2 separate regions of the Zea mays genome follow, and region 1 is linked to region 2. The links are chromatin contacts, called in public Hi-C maps. All regions are on one chromosome and are shown on one strand. Each heading gives the region's core, a stretch centred on a gene start, on an enhancer-like site or on the middle of the called end of the contact. The rest is flanking DNA. Distances are from core to core; before and after follow the strand shown.

The links. Hi-C and Micro-C count contacts between places; a contact is called where the count stands out from the background.
Region 1: a Hi-C map of leaf shows a contact between it and region 2, with 4 times the contacts expected there. The contact joins the promoter of LOC100382622 here to the enhancer-like site in region 2. A contact is called at or near these places in 2 of 25 Hi-C or Micro-C datasets (leaf and tassel).

Annotation. Positions count from the first base shown.
Region 1 is chr3:65,113,979-65,120,179 of Zm-B73-REFERENCE-NAM-5.0, reverse strand. LOC100382622 (ribosome biogenesis protein BOP1 homolog) reads right to left here and starts at 1,472. Exons shown (of 17, transcript NM_001384191.1): 1 at 1,357-1,472; 2 at 1,173-1,265; 3 at 902-1,056. The coding sequence starts at 1,455.
Region 2 is chr3:64,883,401-64,890,028 of Zm-B73-REFERENCE-NAM-5.0, reverse strand. No RefSeq gene overlaps it. Among protein-coding and RNA genes, the nearest start is that of LOC103650157, 7.2 kb to the right of the region's middle. Within about 2 kb of position 2,303, at least 9 of the 20 cell types and tissues checked have an H3K27ac peak or open chromatin away from gene starts, as enhancers often do. A contact at or near this core is called in leaf, where this site is marked.

The sequences.
Region 1 (6,201 bases), core at 223-2,722, 230 kb before region 2:
AACGATCAACCTAGAGCTCCTAAATTTTGACTGTTATATATTTGTTTGCTACTAGTTTATTACTGTACATGTCATAAAGCCAGGTCTAATCCCAGCATTTAAACATTTAGGTCACACAAAACACTGTGATTGGTCCAGGGTGTAAACAAGGATTAAAGCTCAAAATTCATACAGGCCATTGTTGGGTAGGAATGTAGGATGATAATTCAATAACAGAAGCCAGGTCTAATACCAGCATTTAAACATTTAGGTCACACAAACCACTGTAGTTGGTCTAGGGTGTAAACAAGGATTAACACTCAAAATTCATACAGGCCGTTGTTGGGTAGGAATGTAGGATGATAATTCAACAATAGTATCTATTATAGATATCAGTATATCAAGCAAGCTCAGATGAAATTGGCACAGGATATTATCCTAATAATTACAATTAATTTGCTAAAACCAGATTGTAAAAACAGTCCTTAATGACAGAAATCTCATGTATAAACCATGGCCACACTCATCTCCAATTAGCTCATTCTGCTTAGAGATGTTTTAACTCTGCAGTCTCCAGAAACACAAGTTTGGCTACAAATTCATAACACTAACACGCCAAAAATACAAGGGAAAATAACTCTGCAACACCCTAAAATGTGTAAATTGGACATCAGCTGCCAATGTGAACTTCATAAGTTCCAGGACGACTTGTTTATAATATGCTGATGTTGTTTTCCAGCTTACAAATTTTCTGTAAAGTTACCACTGGAGCAAATTATCCCAAATGTCATATTACAAATATATGGCATTATAAATATCTGTCATTACTATGAGGCATTCTCAAAGCATAATCATTCGTCCATTCAAGATTGGTCAGAACTAAAAACAGCTAGTTGAGTGACTGAGCAAGTTCAAGCCTTACCAATTCTTGGCATCATCTGCGTTCCTGAGGTAGGCTTCAATGCGCCCCTCCCTATCACGTTTCTTGATCTTCCTCCCATCGATGTCATACCCAATGTGCTCTTCGTCTTTGTACCACTCAAGAGGCACGTCTCCCACGGTATTCCTTGGCGCCACCTGCAAACAACACGAAAATTAACTCACTTTAACCTCAAATACTCAGAAAACCAAGATAAAAACGGAACAACAAAAGAGTTTGCCAATCAGTAGCTTAAACAACGCAAATGATTCACCTCATCCTCCGAAGAGTCGCTCTCTTCCGCCACCGCAGCCTCGTGGGACTCACCGTCGGAGCCGGAGCCGCTATCCTCAAACGACAACGTCTCCTGCGCACAACACAAAACCACAAAACTTACTCAGAAATAGAACATCGCAAAAAAAAAATCAGGACAAAGGTATAAAAAGAACCTCTCCCACCTCATCGTCGTCCTCGGACCAGACGCCGTCGCTCCACGAAGAGTCGTCAGCGGAGAGGTCGTCGCCCTCGTGCTCGTGCTCTCCGTCGTTGTGACCCATTTTAGGCGTCTGAAGGCTAAGTATTGGCGTGCGGCTGCGTGTGAGAGACTGAGAGGGGAAGGCGAGCAGCGGAGGTAGAGGCGGGGGCTAGGGTTTTAGGCGGCAGGGACTTTCGCTGCGCGTTGCTAACCGGCGAGGGATGGGCCGAGCCACTGGCAAAGAGCAAACAGTTTCCATGACTTTGATAATGGGCCCTCCCCTGTTACGGAAAGAAGACAAACCTCCTCGACTTTTGCATTCGTGCGATTTAGGGGCAGTTTGGTTAAGGAAAAATTCCTAGTATGGCCAGTAACGGACCTAAATTTTTACATAGAGTGTATCGCAATAAAAAATTTATGTACAATTTTATCTAGTGTACATATAATTATATAGTAAATTTGGTAAACAATTTGATATATAGATATAAAGTTTGACACTCAATAAATAAGCATGAAAATTGCATTCATTAAACATAAAGATTGCAATAATACTACTTATCTGGCATGTGCTTCCTCAACGCCATAAAAGTTTCAATTATATCTTCTTCATTCACTTCGAAGAAAATATCCCTCTCGATGTATGTAACAAGACAATCATCCAAAAGACTATCACATGTGTTGTTTCTCAATTTAGTCTTCACCAAACTCATTGCAGAAAATGCTCTTTCAACACTTGATGTCGCCACCGGCAAAAGCAATACCAATTTGAGAAGCAAATAAACCATATCAAACACCTTATGTCTCTTTGTTTCAGCAAGCTTAACCGAGAGGTCCACAAGATTAGGTATGTCTTTGAATCTATCATCTTCTCTTATACCATCAATATAACTGTCAAGTTGCAAGTCAAGTTGTAACAAGTCAGTGCTTGACATGTCATTAGGATAAAAATCAGCTAGCTTTCGTACCTTGTGTGCATGAAAAGAAGCAAAAAAGTTAGAAGGATCCAAGCTGACATACAAGAAAGCAGCTCCATATTAGCCTCACTAAACCGACTATCAAGCTCTAGGCTAATTTGATCAATGACCCCAATATATACTTCTCTTCTGAAGTGGTCATCATTGGTTTGGTTATGAACAAATCGTGATGATCTTCCATAAAGCTTATAATTTCCATCCATAGCAGGAACATGGATATCATGTTTGTTGCAAAATGAAGTGATTCTTTGAAGGAATTGATCCCAACCATCAAGCTTTAATTGTTGCATTCTTATCTTTGCCACATTAACAAGTGAAATTGCATTGATAATATCTTGCTCCCTTCTTTGCAAACACACTGATAAATCATTTGTATATCCAAGAATAACAAACATTAAGTGTGCATCAAAAACAAAGTCAAATGACTCAAATGCTCCAAGCATAGAATGTATCCTTGTCCAATCACTTCTAATTGTAGTATCATCTCCAAGAATCATGAGAATATCTCGGATTACATGATATATAGTAATTATGTTGCATATAGTTTTGTAATAAGAGCCCCATCGAGTCTCACCAGGCCTAGGCAACCCCATCTCTTGATTCAATCCTCTCCCAGTTTCAAGTTCACCACATTCAAGTGATTTCATGAGATTCTCGAGTCTAGCATCTCGAAGCATACCGTGACGCTTACAAGAAACTCCAACGATATTCAATAAAAGAGTTACTTGATCAAAAAACCACACACAATCATTATTTCCCTTGGCAACAAGAACTAGTTGGAGTTGATGTGCAAAACAATGGATATAATAAGCAGAAGGTGACTCTTGCATGATCAATGTTTTCAATCCTTTAATATCACCTCTCATGTTGCTAGCCCCATCATAACCTTGTCCATGAATTCGTGTCAAAGTCAAGCCATGTGAAGGAAACGGGTGACGCCTAAGAGGGGGGTGAATTAGGACTTCTAAAACTTTCACTAAACTAGGCCACAATTAAATCCCTAGAGCAAAACCTATGCAAATAATCAAACTAGAATGTGCAAACTAGGTTTTGGCTAAGTGTTGCTATCTCTACCGCAATGGATAAGTTTCAATCTACACTATATAAGTATGAATACAAGATTGAAACTTAAATGCTTAATATAAATGTGGAATCTTAAAGAGCAAAGTAGAGAAGCAAACTCTCGTGGATGACGCCGGTGTTTTTACCGAGGTATCCGGAACCACGCAAGGTCCCGACTAATCCTCGTTGGTGCCCCTACGCAAAGGGAAGCCCATGCGAGGGCCAAGCACCTCGATCGAGTACCTCCATAGAGTGCCGCGGGCCTTCTCCACACACAAGTGGTGCTACGCTTCCGGCTCCTCTTGGACGCTCCTCGCCGTCTCCACTATCGAGCTTCCGGTCGAAACACCACGGGCCTCGTTCCCTCCGGTACACGGTGGCAGCCGTGACACAAACACGGTTGTCACGGTCTCGCAAGACTCTCACCCCACTCGGTACAATTACAACGGCTCACACAAGAGCCGAGGGGTTGTGAGGTTTATCTAAACTCACTCAACAATCTAGGGTTCACCTAGAGCAAGCGCTAAAGTGGTCTAACTAACCTAAACACTTGACAAAGCACCTACGCTAATCACCGAGTGATTCTATTAAGCACTTGGGTGTAAGAGCACTTGGGAATGTCTACTATATGCCTTGGTATGTTGCTTGGGCTCCCACACCTGGAAATGGCCGGTTGGGGGTGTATTTATAGCCCCCAACATAAATAGAGCTGTTGGAGAAAAGTTGATGCTTCTCTGCGGCACACCGGACATCACACTGTAGCCTGTCCGGTGCGCCTAGCCGTTGCCCTGTCAGAACAAGTGACCGTTGGCGCCGCAGACTTTCCACACCGGATAGTCCGGTCCTTCACACCGGACAGTCCAGTGGTCTTCTCTTCGGGTGCCACCTGGAACTAGCCGTTGGGCTGCGGTTCCCTGGTGCACCGGACAGTCCGGTGTGCCACCGGACAATCCGGTGCTCCACGCACAGACAGTCCGCAGGCAGCACACGCCTTCAATATTGGACCTTTCTTGATCTTCTTAATGTCTTCTTTTGAGGTGTTGCTTTCATCAATCCCTTAGTCCAAGTAATTCTTGCATCCTGTGAACTACAAACATAAACACTAGAGAAACTCATTAGTTCACGGATTGTGTTGATCATCAAACACCAAAACTCAATTAGTCAAATGGCCCCGGGTCCATTTTCCTTACAATCTCCCCCTTTTTGGTGATTGATAACAACACAACCAAAGCAAGCAAATAATATAAGTATTTGAATGAAAATATGCAATCTACTTGCTAGGATGCATGATTGTCCCCACAAATGTGATATTATGGACTTAAGCCTCCCCCCTAACTCCGTAATTCCCTTACTTCCTATTTTGGACCAAATAACCAAAACCACTTGAAGATTTAAAATTTTAAATTGGTGGTGTTTGGTGTTTGATACATTTTTCATTGCTTTGGTCCCTAAACTTCTCCCCCTTTGGCATCAACCACCGAAAAGGAAGACATTAAAAGCATGTAGGAAGTGAATAAGACCTGCCCTCAGAATGAAACACTTGAAGAAATATCAAATGAAAACTCCCCCTAAATGAGTGTTCTCTTTTAGAAAGAAGTTTCTCCCCTTTTTAGAGACGAAGAAATACTCCTCCTGACAGAGATCTTCTACTTAAGAAAAAGCATGTGAAAATTAGAGGTGCAAGACATGATTTGAATAGACTAACTTCCCTTATGCATAGATAACAGAATATGATTGAACCATTTATGCATGTATAGCAACAAGGAAGTATAAGTTATTAAATATAGTCTAACCAAATGTCGGAGAAGACATGTAAATGATGTAAAATGAAGAGGTCTTGGAGATTTGCAGTGGAAGATTATTGTCTTTCTCCGGGGACTTCATTTTCCTTACAATGAGATTATCACAAGAAATAGACTTGAAAGAGGTGTTAGTCTCAAAGTCTTAGATTATAGAGTAATCTCCCCCTGAAAGTGTGCATACAAGTTTTGAATACTTGTAGGAGACATGCACTTTGATTTGATATCAAGAGGGGCAGATTATCCATAATCCAAACTTTGGCACATATAAGTTAAATGATACAAATTGTAATATATAAGCTTTTGATGCATCAGTGTCATTTACTTAGGGATGTTAAATAAGCTATGTGCCGTGCTTAAAATAAACATTTTAAACCATGTAGGTTGCTTAAGGATATGAATTGAAGGCAAGCAATCCTACCATGTGATTTACCTAGTATGCATGCATTGTTAATCTAAAGCAAGTATCAAATGAAATACTAGGCATGAAAGGTAAAACTAGATACAAGAAAGTAGATACGCATATCTAAAAATAAGGAATACAATAAATCTAGTTACCTTAGTCATAGGAGGGGAAATTTGGGTCCAAAATCATTATTAACCTACTTGGCAATAAACTTGATCCAATATGATGTATCCCATGATATACATCCTATCTTTGCCAAGTCTCCAAATTTCCCGAAGACCTTTGGTCTACTCACTCAAACCTTCTTGGTGCTTTTCATGGTTGAAATTATTTCCTTTGGCACCCAGATGCGTTTGGCTCCCTTTCCTTCGTTGGCTTGCTTGTTGGCCTTGATTGCTATCACCTTTCCATTCTTTTTCTTCTTGATCAAATATGGTGTAGCAGTCTTTTTGTCCACCTTTTTTATGTAGGTGTTGGAGATTTTGCTTGATGGCTTTTGCTTGAGCTTTTTCCTTTGCTTATCCCTGGTCATCGCCTTGCATTGGAAAGACTTGTGGCCTTCCATGTGGCATAGCCTACAAATCATA
Region 2 (6,628 bases), core at 1,054-3,553:
CTATAATTGTGTATTAATATTGTTTAGCACTTAATGACTCTGTTTTAGCATGAAAACTATATTAAATTTGACCACTTAATTATTTCCGTATCAAACACATAAAATCTTCGGAAATTCATAACTCCTTAACCGTAACTCCGATTTTAGTGGTTCTCATTCTCACGATCTCGTAGCGACGTGTAGATCATTATTATGCAGTATATTCTTATGTTTGGTGTGATGTTAATTTTATCTATACCATGTTTGTTTGTATTGCTACGACTAGCGCGAAGACACGTGTCATCTGAAAGGCATGTTGGTACCTGGAATCTCAAGTCCCAGGCAAGTTGTGCCCTTGACCACTTCTTACCCAATAATGTTCTTTGATGTCACATGTTCATGCATAGGTTTAATTTTGATGGAACCCAATAGGTTACCCTAGATTGTTTATCTCATTACCTTGTTTACCCCTGAATCACTTGGGTAGTTTGCTATTGCTTTACATGGATTTGGGATAATTATTTATCATATTTATGTTCCAGTTATTTTGTTATTCTATTTATGTTCATGTCAAGATCATTAATGTTAATTAGAACATAGAGCTTAACTTGAGAAACACGTGCCACCACAAGGGTTTATGGACGCCCTTGGCTGATTAATTAGGAAAGCTAGTGGAGAACTACCTTACCCAAAAGGGGCAAGGGCAGTAGGGGAGTGGTCAGTGTAGGGAGGTCCTTGGTTGATTTTGCTGCGATGGCGGTCAGGCAAGAACCCTGCATTGGAGCTTCCTATAAACTGTAGCGGGTTTTCTGAAGCTAGTGGAACTTTGTAAAGGCCTCGTAGTGTTACCCTGCCTCGCCTCCTCGGTAGAGGTGTATGGGAAGTCGCGATCCCTTGGCAGATAGGTAACATGACTTGTGGGTAAAGGGTACCACCTCTGCAGAGTGTAAAACTGGTATACTAGACGAGCTCACGGTCATGAGCCGCTCAGGACTCTCTGATGATTAAATTATGGAACTAAATTCAATTTGTCATATGCATTGCATCGCAGGTGATGTTGTTACTTTTGTTCTACTACTTAATTGGGTTGGTATTTACTTATACTTAGTAATTGCTAATAAAATTTTGACCAACTTTAAAAGCAATGCTCGGCTCTAACCATCCTCTTTGGTAAGCCTTACACTTCACGTGAGCTCCCACCTTTGGCGAGTTCATGCACATTATTCCCCACAACTTGTTGAGCGATGAACGTATGTGAGCTCACTCTTGCTGTCTCACACCCCCCACAGGTCAAGAACAGGTACTACAGGATGAGGCGCATGGAGGATGCTGCGATGTGTTCGTGAGAGGTCTAGGTCGTCGTCTCCCAGTCAACTTTGGGTTGCTGGACCGTTGTCTCCTTATAATGTAATTACTTATTTATTTTGTATAGAACTCCTATTATATAGTAAAGATGTGACATTCGATCCTGTGCCATGATTCATCATATGTGTGAGACTTGGTCCCAGCACACCTGGTGATTGTTCGCGCCCGGGTCTTGGTGCCCCGAAATCCGGGTGTGACACTTCAAGATATTCAAGAGGACATTCTGGTATCTATTCATTTATTTTCTATTGCAGTCAATATAAACTAAACTGCATGAAGTAGCAATTTATTCTCTTTGTTCTCTATTTTTAAACTGCAGGAAACAACAATATAACTGCAACAGCAGGTAGTGTAATGTTGGTCGATGGTCGCTGGGCACAATGAGGAATGGAGGATTGCTGGAAGTTGTTGTCTACAGAATGCATACTTATCACTTGATGCGGTCTAATTGTCTAAATCTGGTGGCTGGGTGCATGTGATGTTGATTTTGACTTATCTATCCTATAAATCTATAATCATTGTGATGTAATAATGTAATATTACTAGTTCTCAAGCTTACAGCTTGCTGCTTGTGCTTTTGCACTCTTTGAAGTTTGTCAAACTTATCTATAATCATATGTATGGTGCAATGTTGATTATTTGATATTTACAATACTGTTGGTGTATGTGTTGTTCTCGCGGGTATGGGTAACCCATCGGGTAAATTTACCCGTACGGGTGCGGGTACGGGGATTTTTTGTACCCGTGACTGAATGTGGGTATCTTAACAGGTGTATTTTTATTAGGCGGGTACGGGTGTGGGGACGTGGTATAGGTGGGTATGTACCCGTTGCCATATCTCGTCCAAACCAACGGGGCAGCTACCAAACCGTCCAATTCCCAACTCTGTATATGAATAGGAACCAAAAGCGGGCTAACCGATCTCGGATCGTTAATGCCCTGGCCGTCCGATCCGAGCAACTTGCATTGTAACGGATCGGCCTAACGGATTCCGATGCCAAGTTAGAGGTGCCGAGGTGGGGGCATGCATGTGGCAACGCCTAACCGACCGGAATATGACACACGCTCTTGATCATTTCTGAGTTATATGGATGGTTCTTGTCGGTTGGATCGTGCTGTGATCTGACTTGATCATGCGGTTTAGCTGCGCTAGTGGAGCTAGCTAGATAGATCGCCGATGGTGATACTGATTTGAGAGACCTTACTTTCTGCGGCCCTCAAGGGTGCTTGGCTGCTTGCTACTAGTAGCTGGATGGCCTGGCTCAAGTCCTAGCACTCTGCCTAGCAAAAAAATCTACAAGTTTCGCAGTCTACTAGCTAGAGACATTTTTCTACACTAATATAATACTAGGGCCACAAGAAAAAATGTAAAAGATTAAATGTGGTAAGTAAAAGAATGTAAAAAAGGACAGACTTGTTAAAGCAATAATCTGCATATTTTTTTCAAGGGCCAGCCCAGCCCGCAAAATTACTCTGGTAGAGGAGCAGGACCGGTGCGCTGTCACATGGATAGACACATGCAGAGCTCAGCCAGAATAATTGAAAAAAAGATCCAGCAGATTAATCTGGTTTTTCTAGAAAGCCTGGCTGCTTTCTAGTGCATGCAGTGGTGCCTCTACATATACATCAGGACTGGACGACTGGTCGACTTGGACGTCCAAATGCTGACGATGCAATTCGCTGTCATCAGTTGTGATTGTGAGCTCATCAAACAAGTACCTACTGTACGTCTGTACATAACATCGTAGTCGGCTGTTGGGCAGTAGCTAGTGTTCGATCACTTTCTGTAGAAGAGCTTTTACTTGTATTGTTGGTTATGCACGTGGTTAATTAACCGTAGGCCACTCTTCAGTAGTGACGTCGTCAGATCTGACCTCGGCACGCCTCTCTCTCTCCAGTATCCACTCCATGGATCAAATTAAACCACGCACCACCAACACAACCAAAGCATCGTCTTCACTGAAAAAATGAAGAAAAACAAATTACTAAAGGATTATTTTGTAAATATTGATCTGTGTTTGTGGGCCTCCGAGTGGTGGATGTGAAGGGCTGTAAAAGATAACGTTCATATCCGGTATGTACAGAATATTTTTCCCTTCACTGAAAAAAATTCTTTGCATACCGGATGTAAAGAATCTCTTTTACAGTCCCTCACATATACCAGCTGCTGGTCCATATAAATAGAAGAAAAACAAATTACTAAAGGATTATTTTGTAAATATTGATCTGTGTTTGTGGGCCTCCGAGTGGTGGATGTGAAGGGCTGTAAAAGATAACGTTTATATCCGGTATGTACAGAATATTTTTCCCTTCACTGAAAAAATTCTTTGCATACCGGATGTAAAGAATCTCTTTTACAGTCCCTCACATATACCAGCTGCTGGTCCATATAAATAGAAGAAAAACAAATTACTAAAGAATTATTTTGTAAATATTGATCTGTATTTGTGGGCCTCCGAGTGGTGGATGTGAAGGGCTGTAAAAGATAACGTTTATATCCGGTATGTACAGAATATTTTTCCCTTCACTGAAAAAAATTCTTTGCATACCGGATGTAAAAAATCTCTTTTACAGTCCCTCACATATATCAGCTGCTGGTTCATATAAATAGAAGAAAAACAAATTACTAAAGGATTATTTTGTAAATATTGATCTGTGTTTGTGGGCCTCCGAGTGGTGGATGTGAAGGGCTGTAAAAGATAATGTTTATATCCGGTATGTACAGAATATTTTTCCCTTCACTGAAAAAAATTCTTTGCATACCGGATGTAAAGAATCTCTTTTACAGTCCCTCACATATACCAACTGCTGGTCCATATAAATAGAAGAAAAACAAATTACTAAAGGATTATTTTGTAAATATTGATCTGTGTTTGTGGGCCTCCGAGTGGTGGATGTGAAGGGCTGTAAAAGATAACGTTTATATCCGGTATGTACAGAATATTTTTCCCTTCACTGAGAAAAATTCTTTGCATACCGGATGTAAAGAATCTCTTTTACAGTCTCTCAAATATACCAACTGCTGGTCCATATAAATAGAAGAAAAACAAATTACTAAAGGATTATTTTGTAAATATTGATCTGTGTTTGTGGGCCTCCGAGTGGTGGATGTTGATAGTCGCCTAGAGGGGGTGAATAGGGCGAAACTGAAATTTACAAATATAAACACAACTACAAGCCGGGTTAGCGTTAGTAATAAAGAAATGAGTCCGCGAGAGAGGGCGCAAAACAAATCACAAGCAAATGAAGAGTGTGACACACGGATTTGTTTTACCGAGGTTCGGTTCTTGCAAACCTACTCCCCGTTGAGGAGGCCACAAAGGCCGGGTCTCTTTCAACCCTTCCCTCTCTCAAACGATCCCACGGATCGAGTGAGCTTTCTCTTCTCAATCACTTGGAACACAAAGTTCCTACAAGGACCACCACAAGTTTGGTGTCTCTTGCCTCAATTACAAGTGAGCTTGATCGCTATGAAAGAATCAAAGAAAGAAGAAAGCAATCCAAGCGCAAGAGCTCGAGAGAACACAAGCAAATCACTCTCTCTAGTCACTATGGCGTTGTGTGGAATTTTGGAGAGGATTTGATCTCTTTGGTGTGTCTAGAATTGAATGCTAGAGCTCTTGTAGTAGTTGGGAAGTAGAAAACTTGGATGCAATGAATGGTGGGGTGGTTGGGGTATTTATAGCGTCAACCACCAAAAGTGGCCGTTGGGAGGCTGTCTGCTCGATGGCGCACTGGACAGTCCGGTGCACACCGGACATGTCCGGTGCCCCTGCCACGTCATCACTGCCGTTGGATTCTGACCGTTGAAGCTTTTGACTTGTGGGCCCGCCTGGGTGTCCGGTGCACACCGGACATACACTGTTCCTTGTCCGGTGCGTCAGTATGGGCGCGCCTGACTTCTGCGCGCACTTCGCGCGCAATTAATGCGCCGCAGGTAGCCGTTGGCGCGGAGGTAGCCGTTGCTCCGGAGTTGCACCGGACAGTCCGGTGCACACCGGACATGTCCGGTGAATTATAGCGGACTAGCCGTTGGAGATTCCCGAAGCTGGCGAGTTCCTGAGGCTGCTCCTCCTTGGCGCACCGGACACTGTCCGGTGTACACCGGACAGTCCGGTGAATTATAGCGAGAGTGCCTCTGGAAATTCCCGAAGGTGGCGAGTTTGAGTTGGAGTCCTCTGGTGCACCGGACATGTCCGGTGGTGCACCGGACACTGTCCGGTGGCACACCGGACAGTCTGGTGCGCCAGACCAGAGGTGCCTTCGGTTGGCCCTTTGCTCCTTTGTTGAATCCAAAACTTGATCTTTTTATTGGCTGAGTGTGAACCTTTTACACCTGTATAATCTATACACTTGGGCAAACTAGTTAGTCCAATTATTTGTGTTGGGCAATTCAACCACCAAAATTAATTAGGGACTAGGTGTAAGCCTAATTCCCTTTCAATCTCCCCCTTTTTGGTGATTGATGCCAACACAAACCAAAGCAAATATAGAGGTGCATAATTGAACTAGTTTGCATAATGTGAGTGAAAAGGTTGCTTGGAATTGAGCCAATATAAATACTTACCAGATATGCATGGATTGTTTCTTACTTATTAACATTTTGGACCACGCTTGCTCCACATGTTTTGTTTTTGCAAAACCTTTTGTAAATCCTTTTTAAAGTTCTTTTGCAAATAGTCAAAGGTAATTAAATAAGATTTTGCAAAGCATTTTCAAGATTTGAAGTTTTCTCCTCCTGTTTCAAATGCTTTTCCTTTGACTAAACAAAACTCCCCCTAAATGAGATCCTCCTCTTAGTGTTCAAGAGGGTTTTTGACATACCATTTTTGAAATACTATTTTTCCCTCTTTTGAACACAATAGGATACCAATTGATAATATCTTTGGAAAACACAAAGTTTTGGAAATTGGTGGTGGTGCGGTCCTTTTGCTTTGGGCTCGTACTTTCTCCCCCTTTGGCATGAATCGCCAAAAATGGAATTATTAGAGCCCTCGAAGTGCTATCTTCCCCTTTGGTCATAAATAAATGAGTTAAGATTTATACCAAAGAAGAAGTCCGGTCCTGTTGCTTTGGGCTCTTACTCTCTCCCCCAAAGACAAGGTCCTTTTCTTTGATGCTCAGCTTTTCTCCCCCAAGAATGGAGAGTCTCGTGGAGCGACGGCGAGGGATGAGTTATGGAGTGGAAGCCTTTGTCTTCGCCGAAGACTCCAATTCCCTTTCAATATACCTATGACTTGGTTTGAAATAGACTTGAAAACACATTAGTCATAGCGTATGAAAG